Regions from separate parts of the Anser cygnoides genome. Here region 1 is linked to region 2. The links are chromatin contacts, called in public Hi-C maps. All regions are on one chromosome and are shown on one strand. Each heading gives the region's core, a stretch centred on a gene start, on an enhancer-like site or on the middle of the called end of the contact. The rest is flanking DNA. Distances are from core to core; before and after follow the strand shown. Region 1 overlaps CILK1 (ciliogenesis associated kinase 1). Region 2 has its middle 11 kb from the start of GCLC.

Evidence for each region. A called contact is a pair of places that touch in the nucleus more often than the background predicts.
Region 1: a Hi-C map of liver shows a contact between it and region 2, with 10 times the contacts expected there. The contact joins two enhancer-like sites. A contact is called at or near these places in 2 of 7 Hi-C or Micro-C datasets (both in liver).

The regions. Positions count from the first base shown.
Region 1 is chr3:97,861,358-97,865,569 of Taihu_goose_T2T_genome, reverse strand. It overlaps CILK1 (ciliogenesis associated kinase 1), which reads right to left. Exons shown (of 15, transcript XM_048078077.2): 10 at 1,887-2,183; 11 at 663-853; 12 at 21-172. Among named protein-coding and RNA genes, the nearest start is that of CILK1, 16 kb to the right of the region's middle. Within about 2 kb of position 2,744, at least 1 of the 3 cell types and tissues checked has open chromatin away from gene starts, as enhancers often do. A contact at or near this core is called in liver, where this site is marked.
Region 2 is chr3:97,674,382-97,678,563 of Taihu_goose_T2T_genome, reverse strand. No RefSeq gene overlaps it. Among named protein-coding and RNA genes, the nearest start is that of GCLC, 11 kb to the left of the region's middle. Within about 2 kb of position 1,708, at least 1 of the 3 cell types and tissues checked has open chromatin away from gene starts, as enhancers often do. A contact at or near this core is called in liver, where this site is marked.

The sequences.
Region 1 (4,212 bases), core at 1,495-3,994, 190 kb before region 2:
AATAAGTATTTGATACTAACCAGGTAGATACCTAGAATGTCTCAGGTAGTGCTGCTTTGCTGCAGAAACTCGCAACGTGGGAGTGTCCTGCCGAGGGAAGGTAACGTGGGAAGGTGCACTGCTGCCAGAGCCAACAGCATCCGAAGGCTTCAGGTCCAAAATGCTTTCAAATCTATAACCCAAAAATTGCTATGCTTAGTCCAATACTTATAGCATATGCTTATCCACAGTTGGCCTTCTCTCCTCCATCCCATCTCCAGGAATCACTTCCTCACATTGTGTTTGCTACAGCATAAACACACAGACAACAGGGAATATTTTCAGCCTGAAACCATACAAGTGCCCCTAAAATTCTGACCTACACTTCTAGCTCTCTTACAAATTGCTTTCTTGTTTTTTATACATCACCTAGTAAGTTTTTCTCTACTGTGTCTGATCCATGGAAAATGCAGCTTAGAGTCATGTGATACAGTTTATATGTGTGAAATACGTTGAAATGTTTCACACGGGAAACAGAAAATATACATTCAAAGATGAACTTGGAAAGACTTAAGCATTATTTTTAGAGTATGTATGTTTCTAGATCCACAGAAAGCATAAACAGCAACATTATGCATAAGGTAAGACCAAATAGCACATGAACATAATAAAAAACAACTCACCTACAAAGAGTTTCATCATTCTGCCTCTTTTTGTTTTTCAGGTCAACTCTTGTGACAGAAGAGCCAAAATCAAGGTCTTCTAAATCATCCCAGTCTTCAGAACTCTTTACTGTTCTAGCAAGATGCCCCCATCTTCGCCTAGCTTTTGGTTTAAGTTCACCATTTATGTTCTCAGTTCCAGCAGATGTTTTCTATTACAATAATTGAAAAGAATAAAACCCACACAGTTACACCACAAACCAGGTGATAGAACCAAAGCAGCTTTTCTTCCTATCTGAAAGGGCAAGAGTGATAGCAGAGCTGTAGCAGAAATCTAGTCTTTCTTTGAACATGCTAAGAACACAATCTGCAGCCTGTAGACCTTATTACTTGTCTTCTCTATTTCATCCTATATTAAAATATCTTACATTGACAGAAGAATAAATTTCTTGGGTCTCATTTCCAATTCTACTTATCTTTCACTGTACAACTTCTGAACAACTAGCTCATACTTGATTTTTATTCCTTAATCCCTCTTGGGAGTACAAAACCACATGTACATTTATGTTTCCACTAGCCTGTACCTGCACATTTATAGAACATATTTTCCTTGTGGGACAGTGCAGATACAAATTTACGTCTCCTCAGCTACCTAAGCGTATTTGTACATTTCAACCTTGAGCAAATCAGTACCCAGCCAGTACAGATTCTGCTTAAGACCAATTGCTTATCAGAAGTGTTCACGCTGCTTTAGTCATCTATCTTATGCATCCATCCTCCTTGTATAATCAGCATAAATGGCAGGTTCTTACTCTGAAAGAATCCGTCGTCTTCCATGGCCTGTACAGAAACCCAAAGGGTTGTCTTAGTTACGTAAACTGGATGACTTAAATGGACTAAGCTAACAGACCCCCAACGTAATTCAATACCATTTAGCTTAATAGTTTTATTCCTGGCATCAATCACATTAATATGCTCACCCCTGTACATCATTTTACTCGTGTAAAATCATCCTTTATAACAAAGGGAAGTGTAGCATGCTTTAAAATAAGAAATCAATTTGCTTGTTTTATAGCAATTGGATTTAGATTTCAACAGACTAACTTCCAGTTTACAGCAGAAAGTCATAGCTGTTCTTTATTTACATCACCTGTACTTTTTGTACAGTACGTATGAGAACTCATGCAAGAGAGCAAGAAAAAATAAAACAGTTAAGGAAAATCCATGCGCTAGATGGACCTTTACCTGCTGAGGAACCTTATTGTGAATTGCAGGAAGAAGAACCTGGTTAGACTTGTCTTCCTGTAAATAGTTACTGTGATCAGTCCCGGAGTTGTCTGTCTTATACGGATAGACCAAATGATGAGAAGCCTGGCTTTGTTGAAATGGTCGTGAAGAAATACGTGCATGGGATTTTGAAGGAGGTTGTGGTGGAGGGACAGGCTTAATATGCAGAGATGATTTGTCATGGAGTTCCTTTTGTTTCGCCAGGTCCTGAACACCCAAGGCATGCCCAACCTGGAAGTATGGATATCGAAGTGCCTAAAACATAATGAAGAGGTTAGGATCCAACTTAGGAAACCAACATTTCTAACTTACCCTAGCCCTAAGAGGACAGTACAAATTTTATTTCCCCTTTTCTGGGGTAGAAAACAGCAGAAGGTGCATCTCTCAACACCAGATCCTAGTGAGCACAATCCACCTCAAAATAATGCTGCAACAGTAAAAAAACTCAACAGATATCAAGTAATCAGATCATCTGTGAACCTCCACAAAAGGAAAAGGTTCTGCAGAATAGTAAATACTTAAGCAGGAACGTGTAATCTAGAGGCATGTTCCACTGTTCTCTGTCTCTGTGCATGTGAACATTCCTATGTGGAAAGGCACGAGCAACTGTCATCACAGATTCATCCATCAAGACTTGAATGACCCCACAGACATTCCATCTCTTCCATTCTCCAGTGAAATAGACGTATCCCTTACGAAAATTAGCATTTCTCTTTCTTGGAAGATATATTGGTAAAATATCTTTATCCTGCCTTACAAGTAACTAAGGAGTTGTCAGTAAAGGCAATTCATCTCTGCCCACCTTGCTGTTTCAGGTATACTCATTTTCTCTCCCTAAAGACCTTTCACTGTAAAAACCTACTAAAAGTCGAGATTCCTCACCGTATTTGTACCTATTGCAAAACAGGTGCTAAGAACTATTTGTTAATGGCTCTTAATACCAAGTTATACTCAGTGTTTTTGCTTTTCATTACCTCTGTGGTTTCTTGATCTATTTTAACTGCTTTAATTAACTTTAAAGCTTTTTATTAGAATTTGTACTGACCGTCTGATATCGTAGAGGTTCAACTACAATCCTACTGACATCAAATCAGATTTGAACGCAGAATAATATCTGTTTTTCAAAAGGTGCCCTGTGTATTTCATTAGTTGAGCACTATCACTACGGCACTGTTATCTAAAAACCACTGGCTACCACCACCAACAGCACTGCTGTATATGCAATACCTGGACTATGTTTATATATGACATGTTGGGACATATTTACAGTGCAATCAAGCCCAGACTGTCCTTCAAACTGCTTTGCATAAGCTAGCTTTATCTAAGCAACAGTGGTCTGGATGGATTGGGCAACAGTGAGGTGAGCTGAAAGCTGGCTGAATGGCTAGGCCCAGAGGGTGGTGATCGGTGGAACAAAGCCTGGTTGGAAAGCAGTAGCTGTCAGTGCACCCCAGGGGTCACTGATCTGGGGGGAGTGGCTGATACACCACAGAGTTGTGCTACAAGAAGAGGGACCTTGACGTGCTGGAAAAATGTTCTGACAGGAACCTCGTGACGTTCAGCAAGTGGAACTGCCAAGAGCTGCACCTGGGGAGGGAACGAGCGCAGGCACCAGTATGTGCTGGAGGTCACCTAGCTGGAAAACAGCTTGGCAGAAAATGACCTTGGGGTCCTGGTGGACACCAAGTTGAACGTGAGCCAGCAATGGGCTCCTGCTGCAAAGGCGGACAACAGTGTCTTGGGCTGCAATAGGAGTGTTAGCAGCAGGTCGAGGGAATGATCCTTCCCCCCTACTCAGCCCAGGTGAGGCCACACCTGGTGTCTGGTTCTGGGCTCCCCGGTACAAGAGAAGACCAACAAAGGGCCACAAAGACGAGTAAGGGACTGGAGCGCCACATATACTCAGAAAAGCTGAGACCTGGGACTGTTCCACCTGAAGAAGAGAAGGCTCGGGGAATCTTATCAATGCCTACAAATACCCAAAAGGAGGGTGAAATGAGGATGGATCCAGGCTCTTCAGTGGTGCCCAGCGACAGGACAATAAGCAATGGACACAAACTAGAGCACAGGAGCTCCCATCTGAACATTGGGAAAAACTTCTCTACTGTGAGGGTGACCAAGCACTGGCACAGAGGGGCTATGGATGAGTCTCCGTCCTTGGAGATGCACAAAAGCTGTCTGGACATGGTGCTGGGCACCCTGCTGTAGGTGTCCCTGCTTGAGCAGGGGGGTTGGACCAGATGTCCTCCAGAGGTCCCTGCTAACCTCAACCACTCTGTGATAC
Region 2 (4,182 bases), core at 459-2,958:
ATAGCAAGAAAAATAACAACCTACAGGCTTTTATAGGTTAAAAGTAGTGACAGTACTAGAGTCACTGCCATTGTGAAAATGTTGAAAAGCAATTACAAACTTTTATTGAGTGCCATACCTTAGTTCCTGCATGACTTATGGCTCTGATGGCTAGTGAAGAACAGTTTATTTTCAGACATAATTTTGCACCAAAGCATTTTTTTTCAGGAACATATTGAAAACCAGGATACCTTGAGTGGCAGGTGTGGAGAAAATAGTCTACTAATAGTTGCTCACTGAATAGTCTCCAGAGATCAATTACACCTTCTTCAGTTGCAAGTTTATCTCCAAATCTTTAATTACAAAGTCCCTGCATCTCACCTACTTCGTATTGCTTATTGTGTGTAATCTACTTCACATGGAGTATGAAGTTCTACTGAAAACTTGAAAATTATTGGAAATGCGTTCTCCTCTTCTCTTTAATGAAACTGGTTGCTTGGTGATTTTCTAAAGGTTTTAGGCAGAGCCCAGTGCAAAATCAGAATAGTGAGAGGAAAACTTGAAAGAGGAAAACACTGAGAGAAAAAAATCAGTATTTTTTTAACATATTCTTTGTGTAACTTAACACCATTCATACCTCCAAAGTGTTTTCATCAGACAGGTGTATACTCTGGAGAGAAGTTGGAAATGTTTTGGAGGCTCCATGTCAAAGAGAATTAAAGCAGAAGATGCTGAAAATGTCTTTTTTTTGAAAATTGTCTAAGTGGAGCAATTGATACAATTTCAAAAGCTGGCCTAGTACTTAGCACTATAGAACTTTTTAATATGTTTGTATTATTTATAGCACCTCCGAGGAACTGTCAAGTGGGAGTAAGCATAAACAGCTCTCTATATACAAGTAGACAAATTAAGGATCAGAGATTTCAAGCTATTCTGGGTGGGATCCAGGATGCTTCATTTAAGTACCTAGAATAATTATTGCTTTACCTTAACTGTAGGTCCCCAGCTCCAGGGGCAGATCCAGGTATCTTAGGGTAAGAGTCTAAGTTTCCTATAAAGCCTGCTGTGAAATTACTGTGTAAGAAAGAGGAGAGACAGGTACATGTGGACATGGGTACTGGGACCACCAGTGAATTGGGCAGTGGCCCGGCAGACACGGCATGTCATCCTGCTGTCTCCTGTCCCCTGTGCTCGCACTGGCACAGTCATTTGTGCATCTGTGTAGCTAACTGGAGCCAGGAACTGGTTAGTGGCATCCCTGCCCCATGTCAGCTTTTCAGGGTAGAGCACTGTGCCAAAGAGGACTGTTGTAAAGGTCAGGACTAATGAGAGACCCGCCGGGCAAAGCCACGTATTCCCTAGCAAACCCCTGACGTGGGACTTGGACCTTCTGGTGGTGACCTTCTGGTCTCCTGGTGCAGAAGATCAACAGAGCAAGTGAATGAAGTGTGCCTTCTCTCCCTTCACCCCTTCTCAGACTGGTTCCCTTTGGGAGGCTTGACAAAGCATATTCTCCTGGCCATTCAACCACTGACACTAAAGCAATGATCATAAAATAATAAAGATACGCAAATAGCTCTTGAAATAGAGCTGCACCTTTGTATGTCAGAGTCTGCGTTAATAACCTTGCTTTATTGCAAAAGCGTGCAAGGTACATGTTTCGGTTGTTTATATTCCCTGTTTCAGCATAGACTCTGTATACATATATATATATACACACACACAAACATATATATGCCTGTCATGTGGCATTCTTGAATATTTTCATTTTAAGCATGAAGAAATAGTTAATGCTTAGCAGGTGAGGTAAGAGTTGGAACCCAAACCAAGCTTTGCATTAGTAGATCCCTAAAGGCTCTGTTGTTCAACTATTTGAGGTTTATAGAAAATAACTGCCTAGTTTCTCCTCAATGCCTGTAAATGATTCTTTGCCTCAGATTCTAACCCTTGCTAATACTGCCAGTAACAATATTACAGTGCCCGTGTGGTAAACCAGTCATTCGCATATGTATCTTCTTTAATCTTTGCCCAAATCCCCATTTCCGCGAAAGAATGCATCGGGCACAAAGATAACAGTAGAGGAAATTTAACCCTTGCCCCAAATAACCTGTAACATACTGTAATGTTTTATCACAGGAACTGTACTTTGCACAGTTATGTAAAAAAGAGTATGTGCCTGCCAAACCCTGCTCCCATGCTTGGTGGTGCTGACACCAGAACTCCCTTCGGTTTTGCCCGTGGGATCAACTGCTGTCACCCATTTCTTTCCAAAACTAGGGCCATAGGATCCATTGGTGCTCTTGCTCCAGGTGGAGACAGAAAGGGCAGTGCCAAGGCAGTGATGCTGATGTGTTTTCTGTCCACGCACAACACAAAGGGGCAGAGAAGGCTGAAAGGGTCACACAGTGTGGGCTATTCTAGTCACACAGCAGATAGAATAACCCGCCAAAAGTCTTCATACTCAACATAATTTCATCTAGTGCTAGTTATTTTCTTCGCAGGCATTGAAACAAGAAATTGTGTTACCTTTTAACCTCCCTTTTGGTATATGGGTTTTAGTCCCATGGATCATCCTATGAGAAACCCTTGTACTTCTGAAATTTCTCATGACTCCTGTTCCACCAATCTGCTCTAATCTTCCTTTCCAAAAGAGCTGTATAATCTGTGGCATTCCACCAAGGAAAAAGCTTCAACTTAATTGTGTAAGAGTTGCTCAAAATCCCAAATAAAACCCTATTCATTACTATGTGTAACAGGAGGTTAAATTTATTAGTGAGCAAAAGCGTGTTCCAGACATCTCATGAGTAAACCATGTTCTCAGCTAGGTCAGCAAACACTAATGAAGCTGAAATGTCAATATGCCATTTCCATTCTGAACAAACAGACCAAAAAGATCAAAAAAGAAGTGTTGGTCTTCCGCTGAATGGTTCAGGTATTCAAATAATTTTCACAGAATCACAGAATTGTAGGGGTTGGAAGGGACCTCAAGAGATCATTGGGCCCAACCCCCCTGCCAAAGCAGGCTCCCTAGAGCAGGCTGCCCAGGTAGGCGTCCAGACGTGCCCTGAATATCTCTAGAGAAGGAGACTCCACAGCCTCCCTGGGCAGCCTGTTCCGGTGCTCCATCACTCTCACCATGAAGAAGTTCTTTCACATGTTGGTGCAGAACTTCCTGTGCTCCATCTTGTGGCCATTGCCCCTTGTCCTGTCCCCACAAACCACTGAAAAGAGGTTGGCCAAATCCCTCTGTCTCCCACACCTCAGGTATTTATACACATTGATGAGATCCCCTCTCAGTCTTCTTTTCTCCAGGCTGAACAGACCCGGGTCTCTCAGCCTTCCCTCATAGGGGAGATGCTCCAGGCCCTGTATCATCTTTGTTGCCCTCCACTTGACTCTTTCCAATTTTGCATCCTACTTGTATCTTCCTTTGGCAGCTTGTATTCCTAGGAAGATCTTCAGCTCCTGAAAAGAATGGGTGGACTATGAGCTCAGTAGTGCTACTTACTGCCTGTGAGAAACCATATCGCGTAAAGGAAGAGCTCTGCAGGTTGCTGTCTCACCACTGCTCCCATATGCCACATCAACACTGCTGTTAGAAGATGTAGCCATAAACCATGGGCAGTCGTGGTGTTGTTGGTGTTACCACACTTGTTTCTCAGAACGTGTTGCAGAAAGAAAGACACGCTCCTAATTGACCAAGCAGGTTGTGTGGAGGTTCTTCGAAGACAAAAGTGCTACAGCTAAAAAGAAATGCACAGCTCTCAAGGGACATCAAGGTGCTTTGGAAGTGCCTCACTAGATGTTACTGTACATTTTAGGCTTTTAAACACGTTTAATATCTGGGCTCTGAGGTAGTTTTCTCTTGAAGTTCTTTATGTTCTCCATTTATTACACTATTGCTTACTCCTCTGAGCCAGGCAGTATAATTACTGACGGGCTGCGGATGACTGTTAAGACAAGTCTATAGGGCAAATAACAGAGAATTAGTGTCTGCAACAAAGCTGCCAAGGGTGAAGTTATGTGTTCAGTCTTAACATGATCTAATAGCTCATTTCCAGGTACAGGAAGAGGCTCTGTGCCCTTCTTGCTGCTCTCCTTGTCTTAGCCCTCTTCTTCTCACTTGCACTGGCTTGTGCACTGTCTTCTGACCTTGCACAAAGCTGATTCCATTTACTGGAAACAAAAGAATATTAAACTGTT